Regions from separate parts of the Drosophila melanogaster genome. Here region 1 is linked to region 2. Evidence: chromatin contacts called from public Hi-C data. All regions are on one chromosome and are shown on one strand. The core of a region is the stretch at or near the end of the contact, and the rest is flanking DNA. Distances in the headings are between cores, read along the strand shown. Region 1 holds the start of cas (castor). Region 2 overlaps Atg17 (Autophagy-related 17).

Region 1 (6,522 bases), core at 2,570-5,069, 44 kb after region 2:
GTTGACTTATTTATTATAGAAGAATGCTGATTTTACTAAAGTTTATAATTAGAATTATAATATTATTCCCTTAAATTATAAAGCAAAAACAATTAGCCATTATTTATTAGTATATCACATACAATGTAATGCTTAGACGCTATGTTATTGACAATCCAAGTCTCCTAAGTCCTGCATATCCTGCATAGCCTGCACTCGCTCTATCAATTAAAAGAGGCTACTCTAATGAAAACATCACAGTTTAGTCAAACTTAAATTCAGAAAGTTCTTCCTTTTTATTTAAAATGGCTGAAAATTTTAAAAATTAATGTGGCACTGAGAGAATCTAAGCTAAAGGGGAAAATGTTTGGCAAAAGCCAATTCAGCTACACTTTGTATAGGGGACTTCTAGGTTCTCAAAGTGTGGCTGAGTTGGTTTTTGTGGAGGGAAGGATGCCTTGTCCTGGATCTGCCTGAACCCACAAAAAAACCCACCTAAACCTGCTTAAAGCGCGTATGTACAATGTCCAACGTCCGTCGGTCAAACTAAGTAGCTGGCAAAATACCCTAAGGACACGCATCCTTCCTACTCCTTAAACTCTGGCTTAAAGCTAAACTCTGCCTTCGGCTGCTGGACTCCGGCTCCATTTGCCGCCGCTGCCGCCGCCGCTGCTGCCGATGCGGCGCTAAGTGCTGCCAGGTTGCCGAGCATGGAGGAATTCTGGGTCATTCCCGGATAGAGGTTCTGGTAGAAGAGGGGATTCTGCAACTGGAAGAGGGCCATCAGGTGGGTGAGCTGGAAGTTAGGGGCTGTGGGATCCACTCCAGGAGCGGCGGCAGCGGGCAGGAGACCGGGAAAGAGTCCACTTGTCAGCGGATGCACAGCGGCTGCTGGCTGGGACTGGGGCAGGAGCATGGCGGGATTAGAGGACTCGTCTTCGACTTTCAGGCGCTTGGCTTCCGACTGCTGAGCGTCGGCTGGCAGTTGCTGTGGTGGATTGAGAAAATATGCCTATTTAATGTCGCGGAAAATTACCCAAAATATACAGACAAACTTACGATTTTCTTGGGTGGCCTGCCGCGTTTCCGAGCCAGGAAGTGCTCGGCGGACAAAGAGGAGAGTGGAGTGGAGGTGTTGCTGCCGCCGCATACAGAGCTGCTGCTCTGGGATTGACTAAGGCTGGTGGGCTGCTGCTGCTGCTGCTGCTGCTGCTGCTGGGGCATGGCATCCAGGGAGGACTCCTCCACGTCCTGCTTGATCTTAAACTGCTGGTACGCCTGCTCTCCGTCCTGACGATCGTGCTTTCTCTTGTGGCTGATCATCTGGCTGCTGGAGTGCAGGATGTAGTCGCAGCCCTCGCGGACGCAGTGGATGTGGTTGCAGACGGTGGAGAACTTGCAGGCGTCGAAGGGACATACCTCGGTCTTCAGGATCTTCTTGAAGCCGTCCATCTTCAGCTGGTGGTCCTTCAGATGGTAAGTTTTGTGCTTGTCTAAGCAAGGAGAAATACATATATGATATATTAACTAAGTTCAGCTAATAAGCTTTCCAAGTAGACTTACCCATATCGGCCTTGTTCTTGAAGGTGTGGGTGCATCCCTCGCGACAGCAGTGGTAGTGGGAGATCTTCTTGCCGAAAAAGGGGCAATCCTCGATGCGGCAGGTCTCGTGCGCCCGGAAGCGCCGGAAGCCCTCGTTCACGATCTCGGAGTCCTTGCGGTGGAAATTGGCATGCATCTGGACGTCACTGGTGCTCACATACACCTTGGGACAGTGCTCGTAGACGCAGTGGTAGTGGGTCTGTTTCCAGTTGTAGGCGCAACCCTCTCCGTAGGCTGGTGCACAGTCGTCCGAGGAGGAGAAGCGGGCAAAGCCCAGCTTGAGGCTTTCCTTGCGCTTCTTGTGCCACTTCAGGTGCCGGATGATGTCGTCCTTCTTGCTCAGGATCTTGCCCTGGCAGGGCTCCTCGTGGCAATGGAAGTGCTCCCGCAGGTTCTCCTGCCTGCACAGGCTGTTCTCGCACTCCAGGTAGGAGGACACTTTCCGCAGGTTCTTCAGTACCTCCTCGTTCTGGAGCAGAGCATCCAGGCCGCTGGCCGCCGAGAGGCTCACCAGGCTCTTGCTCTGCTCACTCGACGGCGGCGTCAGCAGGGATATTGTTTGGGTCGGTTGGAGGGGTGTGTTGGGGGTCAGATCACTGTCGACGGGTGTGATGAGTCCGTACGATGAGTCCGCCGGCTGCTTGACGGGCGTATACTGCAGTGGGAAAAAGAGGGTGGAAGAACTTTAGAGTCAATACCAACACACGGATGCATCTGTGAGATCCCCAGCTCAGACTGCCTGGTGCCCAGCTGGGCAGCGATCGAGCCACCAAGAGAACCCACGCGTTGCCGACACAGCTGTTTCTTTTCCCCGGAATCGCGAGCTTTCTGGCTACTCTCACACTTAAATCTCAAAAATCACGAATCGTTTTTTCTCAAATTACAGCAACAGAGCGTGGGACATAGCCAAAAAAAAAAAAAAACAAAGCAAAATAGGGAACAAATATAGTGCTTTCTGAATTGGAAATTGGAAAATGGTCTATTTTGCAACTGGAAAAGGTTTGTGAAGTATGGCGAACCAAGCTGTTGGGATGAATTTAGAATTTAAATCAAATGTACTAATACAAAAATGCGCAATATATAGCTTTTTGACTACGTAGTTGCCACTGCAAGTGACAGTATCTTTAAAATTGATGGTGATAAAACGAGATAAAAGAAACTGTTAAGATCCTTCTAGATCCCCGGATCACTTACCATGCTGGGTGAGTCTAGGCTGTCGGTGGTTGACTCCAGCGGATGGACGCCCGACAACAGCAGCTTCTCGGAGCTGGCGTTGGTGTGGCCCGAGGAGCTGCAGCTGGTGAGGCTGGACAGCGGCTTATCATCGTCCTCATCGTCGTCGGCGGACTCCTGCTCAAACTTGACCTGGGCCGCCGAAAGGTTGCCGGCAGTTGCTCCGGCGGAGGGTGCTGGTGTGGCTGCCTTCTCTCTCTCGATGGGCGTGGAGGTCACTGTGGATGATTGAAGGAAGTTATTTGTGGCCATCTGTTCGGAGCCGGCAAACTGGCCCAGCAACAACGGATGCTGCAGTGGATCCTGCTTGCCCAGCGAACTGGGGGTGTGGGTGGGTGTTAGTAGAAGGTTGGAGGTGGTCAGCAAATGTTGCTGCTGCTGCTGCTGCAACATGAGCTGCGTCAGCGGCGGCAGGCTTTGGAGCAGCATCTGGTTGACCAGGTTGCTGGGGTGGCTGTTGGGAGTGGAAGGAGTTGCCGCTGTAGCGCCTGGGTATTGTTGTGGTTGAAAAGCAATCAAATTACTATTGGGACTACAACTACGGCTACTACTACAGTTGGTGTTTTGCGAGCTAATGCGCTTGTGCGTTCTTGTCTTGCGGAGATCTGGCTGTGGCTGCTGCAGTTGCTCCTGCTGCTGCTGCTGTTGCTGCTGCACGGATGTGCTGCTAGAGATATCCTCGTTCTGTGTGTAAGTGTATCCAGCCAGCTGCTGCTGCTGTTGCTGCTGCGGAAGCTGGAGCTGCATTTGCTGCTGCTGCTTCATCAAGTTCATCATGTAGAGTTGCATAATAAACTCCATTTGGTTGGACATTTTTGTGGCACACTTTCGCGGATATATTCAGCACAGCACTGGGATTTCTTTTTGAAAATTCTTTAAGATTTCTTCACTATATTCAGCACAGATCACAGCACGGATTTCGAATTTCGGATTTTGGATCGACTTTCTTGCACGGCGTCTCGTCTCAGCGATCCTCAAAGTTCGGCTGCGAGGCTCAAACTGCTTCAACTCTTCCGCGGCCTCCGGCTAATATAGCAAAAATTGCGCAAATCCATGCCCAAGTGCAACCCTCTCGCCACCGGTTCTCTTAAAAAACCGATCTCGCCGCTCTCGCTCTCTTAAAAAACGAATAAAATGAGAAGTCCGTTGGTGGTGGTGGTTCGACCTTCATCCCCTAGTTTTTTAACCGACCCTTCGCAGGAAAATGCTCTGGGAAAACCCAGCTTGTTTTCGGCTGGTTTCCGTTTTTTTGCTCGCTTTTCTCGACCAATAAAACGCCAGCGGTAATGTAAATTTATCTAGAAAAGAGAGGTTTTTCGGTAAAAAAAAATGCGAAAGAGGAGCGTGTATTTGTGAAGGAATCCCGCATGGCCAACGTGCGTTAGAAAGGGACAGCAAATGAAAGAAGAGCACAGATCAGCAGAGGAATTTTATCCAAAATCGCAGGCAATTTGCAAAGATATTACGGCAAATTACGGCAAAGTTACGTGCAGAAAGTGGGTAAATAAGTTATCTGGGCACAAGAAACTGTATAGTTAATTATTTTAAATTTTTTGTTATTATCTCTATATATTTTCTATTCTATCAAAAAATACATATTCTAAGATGAATATTTTAAATATTTCGACGTCTACAGTATTTTTTTCATAAGCGATTTCAAAAAAGATTTTCAAAAATACTTTCTCACACTAAATATTGGCATCGGCAATCTTATTCGCCTATTACCATAAATATAATCAAATCTTAGAACGTTTAAAGTATAGAATCGCATCTTTGTTCCCTTTTCCTTCACATCTCTATGCAAATTGTGTGCACAAAAATTTCGGCAAAACTGGGAATCGAAATGATTTTTAAGAAATTGGCGCGTTGCAAAAAGGATATCAAGCTGGAGCAGCTGCCTGTCCTTTTTGAAATAATCGAATCGAAATCCATTCAAATGCAAAAAATAAAAACCCAAATTTGCAAATTAAAATTACAATCGAGCAAAAAATCTGCATTACAATCGTGCAAAAAAACACAATTAAAAATGCCAAATATTTCCTAAGACCCATTGCAAAAAAAAATTACCATATAAAAAAACGTTTGCAGAAATTCTGAACTTGAGCAAACCCCTAAAAAACATTTTCGATTTGAAGCTGGCGACATCTACGTGTAACATCCGCTGCGCAGGATCACCAAATCCTTTGCGGATCGTAATTTGCATAAATTATTGGTGTAAAACATTTGCATAATTTTGGCACATCGTCCCGAGGCGGAGCGGGCGATCGGGTAGGAAGTTCGACATCCGGATCACCAGCTCCTCCAGCCAGTGTTATGCAAATGGACCTGCACTACATCGGGGAGGAGGGTTTGCTCCGCATTACGGATTCGGGTGCGCCGATCGACTGCGCACGCGCGCTATCTGGAAACTTATGCAAATCAGGAAGGGAATCCCCGAATATCGACGAATCGATTGCCGGAGGACGAGGGGCGGAGTACGATTGATTTTGGATTTGCATTTTACTCGGCAATGGGCAAGGTGAGAGAGCAGAGCAGAGTACAGGCTGCAGGATCAGGCCTGGATATGGTTTGTCACTTGGTTGGCGAATTGGGATTGAAGTGGGATTGGGATTTACCAATTGTTGCCATAATTGAGTGACATGGATAACGCAGCCAGAGCAGAGAGGCAAATAAAGCGGGTTGGGAGCTATTGATTACAGAAAAGGTTCCATGCCACATTGTAAAATGGCAACGGAGTACGGAAATCTGCATGAAAATGCGAACAAAAGCCCATACATTTAGGTTCATTCACAGTCTTACTTCGCGTTTATGCTTTTGCATTTGGATCTGGAATTTACATATGACAATTTCATATTCAGTTACAAATGTTTCGAAATAGAAAACTTTTGTTAGTCGCCTTTGTTAAGTGTTGTTGCTGGCCAGCTCAGTTGATTGGAGTTATCGCAGGACGAGTTCAGAGGATCGGATCCTGATTCCATGAAGCGGCAAATATTGTAACTATGGCATTAGCATTACACTGGCAAATCAATTAGCCAACTGAAGGGCTTGTCACAGACTGAACAGTCGTTATGGGGATTTAATTGCTATTGAAGTCCGTCTACAGGAGCAGTTACTGTACAGAGGAGCAAGTTATCAACGTGAGAAAATCCTCGAGAACAATTTGAGCGGAGAAGATATCTCACATCTATCTGTCTAATTACGCCAATTGCCTGTGGCACTTCGATTTCTTTGTCCTTTTTCCCAATTTTCACGATTTATGCTAAAAAGTAAACATTAGGCCTTTGAATATTCAATCCGAGGGGCTCTTCAGTGGGCATGCACACCCTATTTACCTATTTTCCTTCAGGAATAAAGAATATTTTCCGTATTTTCTTCCTTTTTCAGAGCCTCTGTTTTGGGATGCGTTAAGCCACAGATTTATTGCCTAAGATATTTCAGCATCTTAACTTCTACCCCCGAAGGCAATGAAATCCTATTCCACAGATCGATGATATTTCAATATATTCATTGCCAATTCTCGCTCATTGTTGTGCAACACTGCTGACCTCTAACCCCCAGCATGGACTCCCTGGCTGCTGTCCCTTTTGCATAAATCTCGGCTACGAATGACCACACTTAATGCTAATAGGATCTTCATTTGCGAGCGTTTTGTTGACACTTCTTGAGGAATTCATCCTCGTCCACTTAGGGATGGCTGCATTGGATGGA
Region 2 (5,995 bases), core at 1,948-4,447:
ACTGCCAACAACAACAAGCAGCAGCAAACAGAAAGCATAAGCAAGCACTAACAACAACAACAACAACACTCACAGCAGCAGCAGCAGTAGCAACAACAACGCAATTGTGATAGACAAAGAAATAGATTAAGAAAAGGAGGGCAACAGCGAAGAACAGAAGGAAATGAGAAAAACGAAAACAGCATAAATTATTTGGAAAATATTTCCTTGCTCGAACATATTGATAGACATTGGGACTAAAAGAAGAGTCGAGTTAATGCTTTTTGCACATTTGATACGCAACGAAAATAGTTTTTAAAGTAATAGGTAATACGCAGGCAAGAGAAGAAGCAGAGCCATACAAAATAAATAAGAAGAGCGTGGAAGGCGAGGAAGAGAATAAAACAACACAGTGGCGTTGAAAGAGAGGAAGCAGCAGACGAGCGAAAATAAAGAAGAAGCGATACAAATGTTATTGTTGCTGTTGCAAATAAAAACAATCACATAAACACATTTGAAAACAGATACAGCTACAGCTGATGTAAAATAATTTGCAGAGCCTGTGTGTTCGTGCCCGTTTACAATTGATTAAAGCCAAAACACGAACACACCGCGCACACAACCAGGCAACAATAACACTTCACACACGTACACTCACACACACGCAACACAGTCCCACTGGAGACCATTGTGGAAATTGATTAAAGAATATAAGGTGAGTGTGAGTAGGGTATGGTTTAATTAACCGTTAGTTATAGTTTAAAGCACACCAACGCCAGGGGATCCGACGACGCCCTTTTCACTGCAGAAATTCCATCCGTCTTCTTTTTCCACCCCTTTCCCCATCCGCCTTTACAACAAGTGCAACTACATACACCTGCTGCCATTTTCTTTATTGTTTTTTTAAGAACGTCAGCAACCCTCACGCTTTGGTTGTTTTGTGCGTCCGTTTGAGCCAAATTGCAATTAATTGCCATAATTTACATATTTTACAAGAATAACTCGGTGTCTGTGTGCATTTGTTCGTCATTCGAGAGCTTTTTCCTGTTAACTGCACTGCACCCGAATAAGTGCAAAACAAGAAGGAACAAAGCAAAACAACAGCTGAGAGAGCGAACCAGAAGGAAAGAAGCGGATGGAGTGGGGAAAGGGAACCCGTAGAATGAGTTGCAGATCGAATTATCGAATATCGATAAGATGCAGGCGATCAGCTGACCATGTTTACTCTACTACACTACAACCGATTTTTAGGTTTTAATTATCTGCTGTTTTAATGGTCTGCTGTTCTTTGTTTTTCTCTTTTCTGTTTCTTGGCTTAACTTGTTTACTGCAGTTGGAGTTTTTGCGTGAGTCATATGCAGTTTATACCCCTTTAAGATGATGTACATATATGTACATAATAATTAAGTGCAGGGGACACATACTATTAATTGCAGTTAGACACTCACACAAACACACATGCATAACCAAACGCCAGTCCGCCGCTCTCATAATCGTTCTCCCTGAGAGAAAGTGTTTTTATTTTGCCCCCCACAAGGACAAAAAAAAGAAGGGAGAGCTGATAAACTCTGACTGCGCTGTAATCAGTTTGCAGTGACAGAGGAGTTCAGTTTCAGTTGACTCGGCTTGGTTCAGGGTTTCTGATTGCCGTCCTCTTCTCCCTCTTCGCCTACAAGTCCGCTGTTCGGCACCGTGACGTCACCTAGACTTACACCCCTAATCAAAGATCCACTAGTTTAGATTTCCTGCATCAACGCCATATTAACTTTATAAGCAGTCGTTATATCTCAAGTAGGCAAAAAAGTGTAATAGATATGTATCTAAATTGTCGTACATTCTATTTATTAAAATTCGTTTTTACATCCAACAGGTGTTATTTTTGAAGTCTTAGATAACAAACAATATTCGAATTATGTGGTAGAATACTTAGCAATATACGCACATACATATACATATGAACATTATATCCAATGCTTTAAAACCGGAATATCAAGACAACATAATGCAACATCTGGTTCCGAGCTATCCAGGCAATCACATTTTTGAAGTTCCCCCGGTTATCACACATATATCGATACATACCCCGAAATGTGTAACACAGATACAGCTCACCATCCCTCTGATAAGATCTTATCAGTTCGGGGCTTGCTCGCTATCGTGATTTGGGTTGAAGGGTCCGCGATAATTGCATTGGGGCATGCCATTGGTAATCACAATTTGGCTGATTAGTGCTGTCTGTCTGTCAATTCCAACGGCTATGTATTTCATCAATTTGCTTAAGTGTACCTGGTAATTTTACCTCGGCATTACAGATGATCCTGAGCTAATCGTTCCTGGTATTTCATCAGATATAAAAGCGGCGTACCGTTACACATGTTCGCAAACTGTGGACAATTTTGAGAAAACCATCCGTAATAAACCGCGTCTTGGAAATTTAGAAGTTTAGTTTGACGGAATGGTGAAATTGGCTTAGGTAAAAGAAGGACCGCGGGGTCAGGTAAACGCTGGTGCGTCGGCGTTGGCATTGACTCATGATCGGCGTTGGCATCGATCTTTAATTCTCCGACTAATTATGATTGAAACAAAAGTAGGTACAAGAACTTTCTCGAAATTAACAAATTAATTAAATATGGTTTATTTGTGATTCACACGAGGAGCTGAATTGGTGATGCTGCTTTTGTTTAATTCAACTGAATTTACTTGATGCAACTCCCTTCTTTTAGTTGGGAACTTCTAGCTAAAAAATAGCTAAATCATCGTCACACACGTGCGGCGCTCTCTCATCCGCTCAAATATTCTCCGTCTTTAGTCGTGCGCTCTCTGCGATGATCATTTGTTTTCGAACCACCCGCAAGTCTAGACGTGTTCAAATCAAGGTGCGTTGATAACACGTTTCACGATGTTGTTGTTCTGGTGCGCTGCTGTTTACAGCTCGCAAATAAATAAATAGTGTGGGGAAGAGTGAATGCGCGTGTGCCGAGTGTGGAGCCATGCTCTTTCCGCTTTTCCGCTTTCCCTGTTATGCGCCTTATCGCTAAAAGCCGTCTGCGAGGCTAAATTGTAAACAAAATATAAAAATAAAATTTAATAAGCGTCTGTGCACATGCTCGGCCTGCTATTTTTTATTGCGACTCGGAAATGGCCCAGTTAGTCATTAACATTTGTACTACCTCCCTCACCGCGCGCCTACCCTCAGATTGTCCCTCTGACGACACAAAGAGAGCAAAAAGCACCAGCGACAGTCTGTCTAACAGCTGTTGGGTATCACAAGTGATCCAGTCAATGGCTTCAAAGTAGCTAGGCTATTCTCTGCCTCTGCGGTGGATTACTAGTGGATGCAATCGTTGAAAGCGGTAGAGTGTGGTTTTAGGGCTTAAAACGACAAAAACGATACAATTTTTTACAAATATTCTGAAATTACACTAACGTTGTTGTTTGTTGCTAAATATAAAGTGCATTAAAAATTCGTAACGCTAAAATGTCATATTGTTTGTTACTTCTTTGAGCTTCATTTAAATAAAAACAAAAACAGCTTTACTACATAGTAATGAAACACACTTAATAAGTTAAATGCGTATCACAAATAAGACTATCTTTACTCATTCGTATTCGTTGTTTCTTTTCTCTGGCAGCTTAACACTAACAACACGAGTATAACAAAACCAAAAGTACAAGCACACGTGCCGATGAGGGAATACCATTATATCGTCTGAAGCACTGCCAAACCATTCGAGAGACGACAGGACCAGGATTAGAGGGAGGCGAAGCGGGCGTGGGAGAGGGAGAAGCGGGAGTATCCCCGCCAGACAGCGGTAGCCAAGTCGAGGAGACAGTGAAAAACCAACGGCTCCATGATGCTGTACGTGTTCCACGTAGATGTCGGCCGCATGCTAAGCTTTGACATGAACGTTGCACTGCAGCCAGTGGAGCATCTCAAGGAGACGATCCAGAAGCTGCACAACATCCCGGCCGCCAACATTGTTTTGCTAGTGAGCGGAGGCGAAATGCTCACGCACTCCACCCAAGTGTCGTGCTACTCAGCTGGCACCGACACCAATCCCATCTATATGTTTCTCACGGGTGATGAGCGCCTACCGCCCACGATATACAACTCGGACGCGGACAACGAGCTCCGTCGTCAGGTAGAGGAAAGTCACCGGTTACCTCCGGCCCTGGAGACAGTGCGTCAGCGGGCACAGCTGGCTCAACACATGCGAGAGCTGGCCAGAAAGGAGGAGGATCAGTGCGAGCGTCTGGTTCACGAGCAGCACCTTCAGCAGCAGGGCTGGTCGGCTGTGGTGGCCAATATGGAGGATCTGACGAACGAGTTTTGCGACCGCTTCCAGAATTTCTGCTCCTTCTTTGACCGGCATCTCCAGAAACGAGAAAGCTTTTTGGAGCTGCTGCGTAACTTTCCCGATGATCTCAAGCAGCTGGGCAGGATTCCCATACTCCCTGATCTAATGTCTCTTGCCGAGGCCGATTTCCATGGCTTTGACGAACTGTTGGATAACGACGACGTGTTTACTGCCCAGCAACAACCAACGCCGCAGCAGCAGGCGCTCACCGAATCCTCGCAAGCTGACTCCCCCAATAAGAAGCTCAAAATGGGCGACGAGGTGGAAACAGAATCTGGTGAGCAAACGGAGCGCGGTGTTCAGACTTTGACGAGCAGCAGTTCGCTTGCCCGTCGCCCAAACCTGAACCTGCTGCAGTGGATCAGTTCCAAGGGTAACCATAGGGCTCTGCAGCTTATGTCAGATGAGTGCATCCAGGGACTGGACGTCTTCAGTGTGGAAATTTACGAGAAGCTGAAAGAGGAAGTCAATCAGATCATTAAGTTGGCCAACCAGGCCGATGTTAAGGAGATCAAGGGCCTCGGCGACCGTCTCTGCAAGCTGGAGGAGTTTAAGTTCCGGATCAAGAAGATGGTGCAGGAGCAAAAGGAACAGGCACTAGCCCTCCAGCAGAATGAGGCGCGCGCGCAGAATTTGCGCGACAACTCCGTCCTCCCGGATCTTTGCCTCTCGCATCGCTCCCAGCTGCAGGTAATGCTGGATAATCACATTAAGATACGCGAGTACTGCCGCTGCATAGCCAACTCCAAGGACGAGCTGGGCTGGAATCTGCACACACGTCTGCGACGGATCGTGTGGATTGAGAATGGGATGAGTGAGTTCGACAACAGATTGCTGTTTAATCATCGCTGCTTGCGGCGTGCTGAACGTCACATATGCATCATCGAGCAGATCCACCGGGCGCCGAGCACCTATGTTTCGGCCGTGGCGGAGGTGGTGCGTCGGAAGATCTTTTCGGATGAGTTCCGGCAGTGGGCCACTCGACTTTCTGCGGACTTCGATCGCATTCACAGCGAGGAGTTGAGCCGACGGAGGGATTTCAATGCAAGCTTCGAAGGCCATTTTCTCAATATTCTGTTTCCTGGCATGGGTGACATGCCCCCAGCTTTTGCAAATGAGCACCCCTTGAGCTTTGACACGCGTCTCCCTTCTTTGAGTCGATCGGACATGGAGCTGCTCTCCTCGCAGTTGCCAGAACTGGCCGGACAGCTGCAGTTGCCCGACATGAAGCCTGTGATAGATTTTTTCGCCCTGCGGTCGGATAAGAATGTGGAGCCAGACCAAGAGCAGGAGAGGGATATCCCACTAATGGCTCCACGTTTGGCCGAGCTCCAGGCGCAGGCAGCTGCCTCTGACTGCGAAACCGATACGGAAACAGAATTCGAGAAGCTCAGCACCACCTCCAAGTGTGTTGCAACTTCAATCTCGACCAGTTTGGTGGAGCAAGTGGCACAGAGTACTGCTACCGAGGATCTGCTGATGCTAAGTGCTGGCACCCTGACCGAAGAGAATGCAGGCAGTTTTGAGAAGATGCGTAGCGACATGGAAAGTATGACCAAGTTGGCAAGAGCATGCCTCGCTGAAGCTCGTTCCAATGTGGGCGTCTTTCGCAGTGACGTCGCCAACTACCAGGATGAACTCCAGTCCGAGTTGCATCT

What was found. Hi-C and Micro-C count contacts between places; a contact is called where the count stands out from the background.
Region 1: a contact with region 2 is called in a Hi-C map of the Kc167 cell line, with 1.4 times the contacts expected there. The contact joins the promoter of cas here to the enhancer-like site in region 2. A contact is called at or near these places in 55 of 107 Hi-C or Micro-C datasets (the Clone 8 cell line, the D17-c3 cell line, the Kc167 cell line and 21 more) and 3 of 6 datasets of contacts at active chromatin or transcription factors (the Kc167 cell line and the S2 cell line).

What each region holds. Positions count from the first base shown.
Region 1 is chr3R:5,712,986-5,719,507 of dm6, forward strand. It overlaps cas (castor), which reads right to left and starts at 3,820. Exons shown (of 4, transcript NM_079938.4): 1 at 2,776-3,820; 2 at 1,543-2,236; 3 at 1,039-1,472; 4 at 1-967. The coding sequence starts at 3,627. The coding sequence ends at 566.
Region 2 is chr3R:5,669,879-5,675,873 of dm6, forward strand. Atg17 (Autophagy-related 17) reads left to right here. Exons shown (of 5, transcript NM_206434.2): 1 at 1-694; 2 at 3,612-5,995. The coding sequence starts at 3,831. Among named protein-coding and RNA genes, the nearest start is that of Atg17, 3.2 kb to the left of the region's middle. Within about 2 kb of position 3,198, at least 11 of the 39 cell types and tissues checked have an H3K27ac peak or open chromatin away from gene starts, as enhancers often do. A contact at or near this core is called in the D17-c3 cell line, the Kc167 cell line, the S2 cell line and 2 more, where this site is marked.